Linked DNA regions of Mus musculus: region 2 is linked to region 1. The links are chromatin contacts, called in public HiChIP or PLAC-seq maps. All regions are on one chromosome and are shown on one strand. The core of a region is the stretch at or near the end of the contact, and the rest is flanking DNA. Distances in the headings are between cores, read along the strand shown. Region 1 has its middle 70 kb from the start of Gm40016. Region 2 has its middle 3.5 kb from the start of Hs3st3b1.

The links. HiChIP or PLAC-seq counts read pairs in DNA pulled down with a chosen protein or histone mark.
Region 2: a contact with region 1 is called in an H3K27ac HiChIP or PLAC-seq map of differentiating embryonic stem cells, with 8 times the contacts expected there. The contact joins two enhancer-like sites. A contact is called at or near these places in 2 of 39 promoter capture datasets (the 3T3-L1 cell line and hippocampal neurons), 2 of 484 Hi-C or Micro-C datasets (the N1E-115 cell line and uterus) and 4 of 115 datasets of contacts at active chromatin or transcription factors (differentiating embryonic stem cells, embryonic midbrain, embryonic stem cells and 1 more).

Annotation. Positions count from the first base shown.
Region 1 is chr11:63,531,858-63,536,091 of GRCm38.p6, forward strand. No RefSeq gene overlaps it. Among named protein-coding and RNA genes, the nearest start is that of Gm40016, 70 kb to the left of the region's middle. Within about 2 kb of position 1,909, at least 18 of the 459 cell types and tissues checked have an H3K27ac peak or open chromatin away from gene starts, as enhancers often do. A contact at or near this core is called in differentiating embryonic stem cells, where this site is marked.
Region 2 is chr11:63,923,652-63,927,885 of GRCm38.p6, forward strand. No RefSeq gene overlaps it. Among named protein-coding and RNA genes, the nearest start is that of Hs3st3b1, 3.5 kb to the left of the region's middle. Within about 2 kb of position 1,795, at least 32 of the 459 cell types and tissues checked have an H3K27ac peak or open chromatin away from gene starts, as enhancers often do. A contact at or near this core is called in differentiating embryonic stem cells, where this site is marked.

The sequences.
Region 1 (4,234 bases), core at 659-3,158:
CAATGTCAGATTCCTGTCTGAAGCCCATTTCTTTGTCCTTAGCTAATGTCAGACTCCTGTCAAGTGGTACCCCAGAAGGCTTTCCACATTGGCAGATAGGAAGGGTGAGAGAGTTACAGATGATGGAGGCCTGGCTTTTCGTACTTCAGGGGAAAACAGAACTCTCAGAGCTATTCATGTGATATCTTGTATTAAGGATCTTTAGAAGGGAAACGTTTGCTTTATTGAGACAATCAGTGTTGACTGCTAGGGTATAAAATTAATCAACTGTGATTAATAAAAGACCAGCATCACTGAGGTAAAAATCTGGCCTGTGGAGCATTTTCTTGATTAATAACCGATGTGGAAGGACCCACATCAACGTGGGTAATGCCACCCTTGGGTAGGTATTCCTGTGTTGTATAAGAAAACAGGCTGAGCAAGTCATGAAAGCAAGGCAGTAAACAGGATTCCTCCATAGTCTCTGCTTCAGCTCCTACCTCTGTGTTCCTAGTTGAGTTTCTGCCCTAAGTTCTCTCCAAGATGGAAGGTGACATGTAGTTATATGCTGAGTCATAGCTTTCACCATTCCTTCTAATTTAGATCATTTGTGGGGTTTTTTTTTGTACTGCTTTATATCCTGGTTATGCTTGTGGATACCACGTTGCATGCATCTGTCAGCATTCATAAAAGTGTCTATTTTCAAAAGGCAAACTTACACAAGAAGAAGTTATATTAGTTATATTATACTTGCTTTTTATCCCCAAAATGCAGTTAACTGTAACACCCTGGGCACATGACCAATGGTATTAAAATGTGGTCAGATAAGAACCACCAGACATTGTTGTTATGGCCATTCCTGATTGGGGAGTGCAAAAATTAAGAATTGTGGGGTGTTAAGTAGCCTTTTGGGGGTAGGGAGAGGGAGGAGGCTGCAGACTAGATCAGCAGGAGAATTGTTGGTGGGGTTTAAACTAACCCTGTTCCAGCTAATATGGGCACACATCAGTCAATAAAACCATTCATTCACTAGTGTTCCTTAGGGTGCAGTTTATCAGCAAGTGGAGCCCTGGGCTCTGTACACCTCAGGTGCTCAATAAATTCTTTTCCTTGATTTGCCAGTAAAATATTCTGAGATCACTATTATACATCACAGGCGTATTAAACCCTTCAGCTGAGTCCTGCTGAAGTAGAAAGCCTCATGAGCTCACTCTGTCTCTGCGCTGCGCCACAGCAGCATAGCGGGAGGACTTGGAACACAAAGCCCAGATTGTCCTAACCATGTCAGTGGTTAGCTATGTCCATCGTGTCTCATTGGAGAGCCCCCCTTTCCCTGTCCAATGGGGATGTTCTTTATTCTCAGCAATAGAGCGACTTGTGTATCGTATAAAATCATTTACACAGGAGAGCTGCCCGGCCCCAGAAGTCTGCTTTGATAGGACACTGGGCTCCTTCCACACTCCTCTGGCTTATTCAGTTATGTGTTCTACCATGTTTAGATCAACGAGCTCATCCTGGTGCCTCCTCTGAAGCTAAGGAGGTGCCACCTAGAGCGTTCCCTAACTGTGACTTGGATGGATGAAGTAAGAAAGATGCCAGAGAGTCTGTAGAAAGAAAGGAAGCTTGCAGATTCTCAAGTTCAATGAGGCTTTAGGAGGCTGGAAGTCTCTACAAATAATGGCCTGCTTAGAAGAATATCAATGATTCTGGAGCCAGCTCTGACCATTTTTAGCCATCCCAGAAGCACATGCATTTAACTCCGTCTCCCCCTCACCTCTCAAGCCCAGCCTCTTGAATCTGTTATGACACAAATGGAATTACCTGGAAGGTCTGACCAGGGTCAGCCCCCAGAGCAAAGGGTGGCAGGTGCAGCTGGCTCTATTCACAGCCCTAGGGACTTGATGTATGCAAATGTTGAGGCCAATAGGCCTGGAACAATGGAGTGCCTTAATCCCCCCAGGCAAGGGGAGGAGGAGAGCCCTCATCCACACCTCACCCGTGTAAACTATGTAAAAGCAAAACTCACCCTAGCATCTACAGAATGGAGGCCTCTTTGAACACACCAGGATCCCTTTTCTTCAAAAAGAAAAGGAGGAAGAGGCTACACCTGCCTGGAGGACAGCCCACACTCACTAGGAAGAGGCCTTACCTAGCCTGAAGTTGCAGAGGCTATAGGGAATATTCAGGGGTGTTCTGCTAATTGGCGAAAGCCCTCAGGCATGATGGGGGTTAGTAAGGCTTCATTTGGCTGTCATGGAAGCACATTAGGACTGAGCGTCTGCTAGCCACCTTTCATTATTGAGTTGACTTGGCACAGACAAGCAGAGGAGCAGAGTCCCAGTTTTTTCTTTGTGGCTCTGAGATCAGAGAAAATCACCCTCTGCTTAGTGGCTAAGTGTTTCTGACCCCTCCTGGTCTAAGTGCAAGGAAGGCGGCTTCTATCTGCTCAAAACCTTTGACATCCTCCACCCCGGGGATCACCCTTTATCCACCTGTTTGCCCTTTAAATGAACCATCCAAACTGGCCACTTCCATGCATCAAGGGCAGAGATGGGTAGCACCCTGGACCTGATGGCCCAACAGTTCATTTGCCCCCTTCCCAGCTCATCTCTCTGTACAGCCACCAAGACTTCAGGTACTTACATTATACTTTGTGGGGAGAAAAAGTGACTTGCAGCAGGTAGGCAGGCAGGTGAGGGGAGTCTACATCCATCAAGCCATGGCTGTATTTTCACACCTCTCTCTCTCATCTATCACCATCATGATCACCGTTTTGGCTCCAGATGAACAATGTTCTCTTCATACTTTCCTTTGTTTCTGTGCCTCAAATTTCTTTGTATTAATTCCTCTTTGGGTGTAGATAGCCCCTTCTGAAATGGGAAGGAGTAGTGTCAGGAGAGCAGAGGCGCCCCACCGCCAGGTCTGCTCTGCTACCTTCAATAGTACAGTATGGCTTTGTTTCACCAACCCCTCTGGATTTCAGGCGAGTGTTCTCTGGGCCTTTTATGCACCAGCACAGAGACAACCTTCTCTACACAGTAGAATTTGAACCATGCCTTCCTATCTACTTGACTGAGAAACTTTCCCATGCTCTTTGTCAGACTTTCACCTCTCATGTCTGGTGAGAAGGCTTGTTTCTCATTACTGCTGTCCTAACCTTTTAGAGGGCAGCTGTCTGTGTACTTGGTCCCGGATAGTGACTCTCTTCTGAGTCTCTAGGATATGTGGAGTTTGAGCATCAGCAACTTCTGTATGAGGCACTGGAGGTGAGGGCCATGGAATTGCACTGGATATCTGCCCCAGAGAGATGCCAAGGGGCAGCTCACTTGCCCCCCTGGCTACTGAGGACTCTGGCTCCTTGTTTTTCTTGTTTTGAGATTCAAATGATCATGCAAATTAGAGATAGGAAATCACCATTAGGTCATCTTTCCCATCTTTCATCCCAGGGGCTGAATTGGGATCAATGTCTATTCTCCAGTTCTTTGTTCTCCCTGGTGTTAAATAATGTAAGGAGCAGGCTGTTCTATTCTGGGAAGAAGAGTATGACATATTCTAACACATTTTCACAGGAAAAAGGCCTTTCATCTTCAGCCCGAAGAAGTTTCCTTTCTTTCCATTCATTTCATGACTTCATCCTTTGGACCCCCCTTTATTGCAGCCTCTCCCTTTTGGGGGGTTGGGCCTAAAGATATATTTCTTAGAACTGGTTCTCAGAATGAGACTCCTGAGCATAGCCTGCCTGAAATGAGAATGAGGTCCAAGCAGACCGAATTTTTTTCCTCTTGTTGCAAATACAAAGTATTATAGAAGCAGTGGGGAGTAGGGCTGACCCTGTTCTCAGTGCACTTTGAGCCAGAGATTCCATTCAAAAATTTCTCTAGATCTAAGCTATTCTGTTCTGTTTTAAATACACCCCCTTTCCTCCTGTTCTTTCACAGCTGTCTTCTTCTTTCCTTCCACCACCTGTCTCCATGGAGATAAAGGTACCAGTGAGACCCCATGGTTCTTGGACGGTATGTTTTCAAAAGCTGGACAGGGACTTTTCCCTCTCATGGCCTTTTCTTGCCCAGCGAAGAGAATGGTATTGCAAGAGAACGTTGCACATCCACCAATTCAGATCTCATTTACAGTTCTAGAACTGGGCAACAGCTAGGATCAAAAAAATAGTCCAACAAGGCTGGAAAGATGGCTCAGCCATTAAGATTATTCACTGCTCTTTCCAGAAGACTGGAATTCGATTCCTATCACCTGCAGT
Region 2 (4,234 bases), core at 545-3,044, 390 kb after region 1:
GGCGGGCGAAGCGGAACCGATCTTATCCTTTCTCCCTTTACTCAACTATTTGAGACAGTGTGGGGGTAATCAGAGTGCATACTGTCTCCCTCCCGGAATTAATGTCCCCAAGTGCCCAGAGCTCTTGCTGCTCCTCCACGGTCCGGCTTCCGGACGGTAGAGCCAAGCTAAAAAAGTAGGTTTGAGTTGTGCACCTCGGATTTGAAGTGCATCCTAGCCATAGCGGTGACCAAAGATGACAGAGCGGCCGCCACCGGACCTCTGCGCTCTTGCTATACTCTTTTGACATCCCTATGTGTCTAGCCCAAGACAATTTCCTACAAAACGGTTGAGAGGGAAATCATTTAGTCGGAGGACACTTTTCTTTCTTCTCCTTTATTGCAGCTGTTAGGATTTCTAGGGTTTCCACACCCCTCCCCACCGCCGTCGCTGAGATGTGGGTTCTTCGAAGTGATTTAATAGTCCTCATTAAAAAAAAAAAAAAGTTAATCAGTCAATGTAGGAACAAATGCATCTCTGAGCACTAGTCCGGCTTTTTGTTTTCAGTTCGAGAAGGAAAGATCAGGGTCTCCGACCGGCGCCTTTTCAAGTTCTCGTTATTTAGATGGGAAGGAAGTTGCTGATTTGAAAGTGGTGAATTGCAGTTCCCACGTGGCTCCCTGAAGGCCTGACTACGTGTAAATAGAAATGGTCCCTGTCCTGTGGGTTAGCAAAGGCCATTAAGTGAGCGATTACACATCGAGACCACCGGATATATTTGGAGTCTCTTTTTCCGGGGGTGGAGGGAGGAAGCCAACGAGTGGAAGCAAAGACGTGGGCGTCGGAAATTGCCAAAAGTGTGGCGCTGAGCTGAGCGCCTAAGGGCTAAATCGCAGCCTGGCCTACTAGGTCCGGTTGCGGAGAACAATAGGGGAGTTCTCTCTATGCCCCAAGCCAGGGCCTCGGCCGTCCAAGGTCAGCGGGTGGGCGGGGTCAGAATTTGCAGTTCGGAGCAAGTTGCAGGCTGCGACTGCACGCTTTGGTCCTTTGGCCTTCAAACTCCCCAGGAGCTATCCTGGAGTGACTTGGGAGTTACTCCTGTGCCATAGCTTCCCTCGTTCAGACCTCAGCAGATGCCATTTCTTGCTTGGCCTTACACACCAAATGCGAAGCCTGAGATTCGATCTTGGGCAGAGCTGATGCCAATCTGACTGGAACCCCCTACCTTTATCTATCGTTCCTGGGTATCCAACAAGTGCTACCACCAGAACCAGAAAAAGAAAAAAAAATGCCCTCCAATAAACTTATCCACAATGCTTACTCTTTGGAAAATATGTTAAGGGGAGAATTCAGCTTCAGCACACCTGAGGTTTATGTCTTATTTGGGTTCGTTTATTCATGGTTACCTAATGAGAGCGAGTACCCAGTCTAATCTGCAAGGCAGTGGTGGTCCTTGCCTTCTTTCCCTGGGTCCTGTAGCTAGCAACCTGTTGTGACTCCAAACTTTCTAAAAAGGAATGGCCTGAGCTAAGATTCCAGCAGAACACGCTCTCCGGCTTCCATCCTAGCAGCTGCGCCTGACCCGCCTCCTTTCTGATGGCTTCGCCCTCCCATCCCCCGCTTGTCCCGGCGGAACGGCAGAGAAGGCATTTCCTGGGCGGCCTGAACCGGTGGCCCAGAGCCCCAGTTCCTGCCACCGGAACCCTCTGCATTGCCCGCTGCCAGCTCTGCCGCCCCTGGAACTGAGCAGCTGCGAGCCGGATCTGGAGGGACTGGCTGTGAGCGCGGCCGCGGGTACCCTGCCCGCCCACCAGGGAGCGCTCCGACCTGCGCTACTGCTGGACTGTTGGCTGCGGCAATCTGGTTTCAGCAGAGCGGGGCGGAGAGGCTTCAACTTTGGCTTAGATTCGGCACCTAAGGCTGCTGGCGCCTCCTGGACGTCACAGGCGCCAGTGTCCTCTCTGTTTCCCCAAAAGGCTATAGGCGCCGCAGCCTAGAAGCTAAGCATAGGATGGGGAGGATGGGTAAGGAATTCCTGGAGATGGCGGTGGGGGGTAGGGGTGGAGGCAGTGGCTGACCAATAGGCTAGAAAAGCTTCAGTCCCCAAGTCCCACTGTGAGAGGCAACATCAGCCCCCACGGAGAGCTGAGCCTGGATTCTGAGTAAATAAAGTCTGGGGTCTTTGAGTGACTCAGCTGCCAGCCTCGCTAGGGATGCGAGTTCTCATTTCATAAGGGGGGAAAAAAAGTGTGATGCTCAGATTGAATTTATGACGTGAGGGTTAAGTGATGCGCTGATTCCGTAGTTTTCCTGCACCATGAACAGCACCCTGGGCCGGGGTCCTCCCCGCCCACCCTACCCTGTACCCTGGAGACCTGGGCAAGGCATGGGAAGTGAGAGAACCCAGGAATTTCCTGAGCCTTTCAGGATGGATGTTTCCCTGCTCTGGAAGTCACAGTTTCTGTCAGGATGTCCTCTAGCTATAGCTTGGTTGTCAGCAGGCCCTACCAGGAGGTCTTCTCAGGTGGAAGACCTTCACAGCTGGGACTCTCCGGCTGATTAAAGAGTTCTGTGATTATACTTTCGTCAGGCCTCCCAGTTGGAAGGAGTGATTCTTCCCGTGTGGACACTGACCTGTGCTCCAGCAGATCTGCACTGCTTCTATAATCTGCCTCCCTGCTACCTGCCTGCCTGCGGGACTGGTCAAAGTCAAAGTCAAGTCGCTCTCCTGAGCCGCAGAAGATCAGGCCATAGATTTGTCTTCAGCCCTTCCTCTTAGAAGCAGACCCTCCCCACATATAAACACACACACACCATCATCATCATCGTCATCATCATCATCATCATCGTCCCCACCACTTCTGTCTTCGGTTCTCCCGGGGATGCCCTTCACTAATGGATGGACAGAAGTCTGAAAAAAAAAAAAAAAAAACTAATCTCATTTAATTTTTCCACTAGAAACTTCCTATGGAGACAAAGTTGTGCTACAACCCTACTATGTGTCTACAGGACACCCAGCTCCCCACTGTCTAAAACAAGCTTTCTTTATTTGTTTGTTTGGCTTTTGTTTGTTTTGTTTTGTTTGTTGAGACATGGCCTCACTAGGTATGTAGTCCTGGCTCTCCTGGAACTCACTCTGTAGACCAGGTTGGTCTTGAACTCACAGAGATCCTCCTGCCTCTGCCTCTTGAGTGCCCGATTTAAAAAAGTGCGAGGGGGAGCTTTAACACTCTACAACAAGACAAGGGTTTCTGGAACATCTCTGAGACCACATGGACGGCAGGGCATTGAGCTTCTCCAACAGGTCCGCCTTGCCTTCTGTCCCTGCTTTCACTGTAGAGGAAGCTGCGGGCTCCCTGGAGCGAGCCCAGTAAGCACTTTCTAGCCCAAGGATATCTCTTTCCCAACAACCAGCTGAGAGCAAGCTATTCATCCAGCTGCCTTTTCTGATTGCAGAGTCCCTATAGAGAGAGAGCAGTGGGGCGGGGCTTAAGGGCGGTCCTGTCACAGGGCATCCTCTGCTGATTGGCTGAAATCATGTCTGCTCCAGAGCCTCCTATGGGGTCAGGAAAGGGTGAAAGGTGTGGACCCATGTCTCAATTCCACTTCTGCCCTCTGCCCAAACTTGCTTCCTGACCCTTCTGCAGTTGGGGAAGGGTGAACAGGGCACCTGCACACTTCACGGGACCCATCTGTGCCTACCATTTCTGGCATGGTTCATACCAGCAACCCCGGCCTATTCCTATACGGTTTCCACAGCAATATCTGTGTACAGTTTCTATCCTCGCACCTGTTAGTTCATCTGTGTCGAACTACCTTTACTTGTTAAGGATGGAAAATCACATAGCTCCTGAAAAAGTAAAAAGTCAAATGTACAAGAAATATAGATTATGTCTCTTTCAGAACCAAACCAGACACAGCCATACTTGCTAAGTACACAGTCTAATACAGTTCTCTACATGTATTTTTTATGTGTTTGAATGTTTTGCCCGCATGTATGTACATGTACCATGTGGGTGCCTGGTGCCCACGGAAGTCAGAAGAAGGCAACAGACCTCCCGGAACTGTGGATAGAAATAGTTATGAACCACCATGAGGGGGCTGGGAACAAGCAACAGGTGTTTTTAATCGCTGGTACATCTCTCCAGCCCTGCACTTCATTTTTAAAAGCTGGGAGTATTAAATAGCAACTCTACCCTGACATGGGTGACCATGGCCTATCAGTTTGTGTATATAGGTAACTTCAGTGCTACAC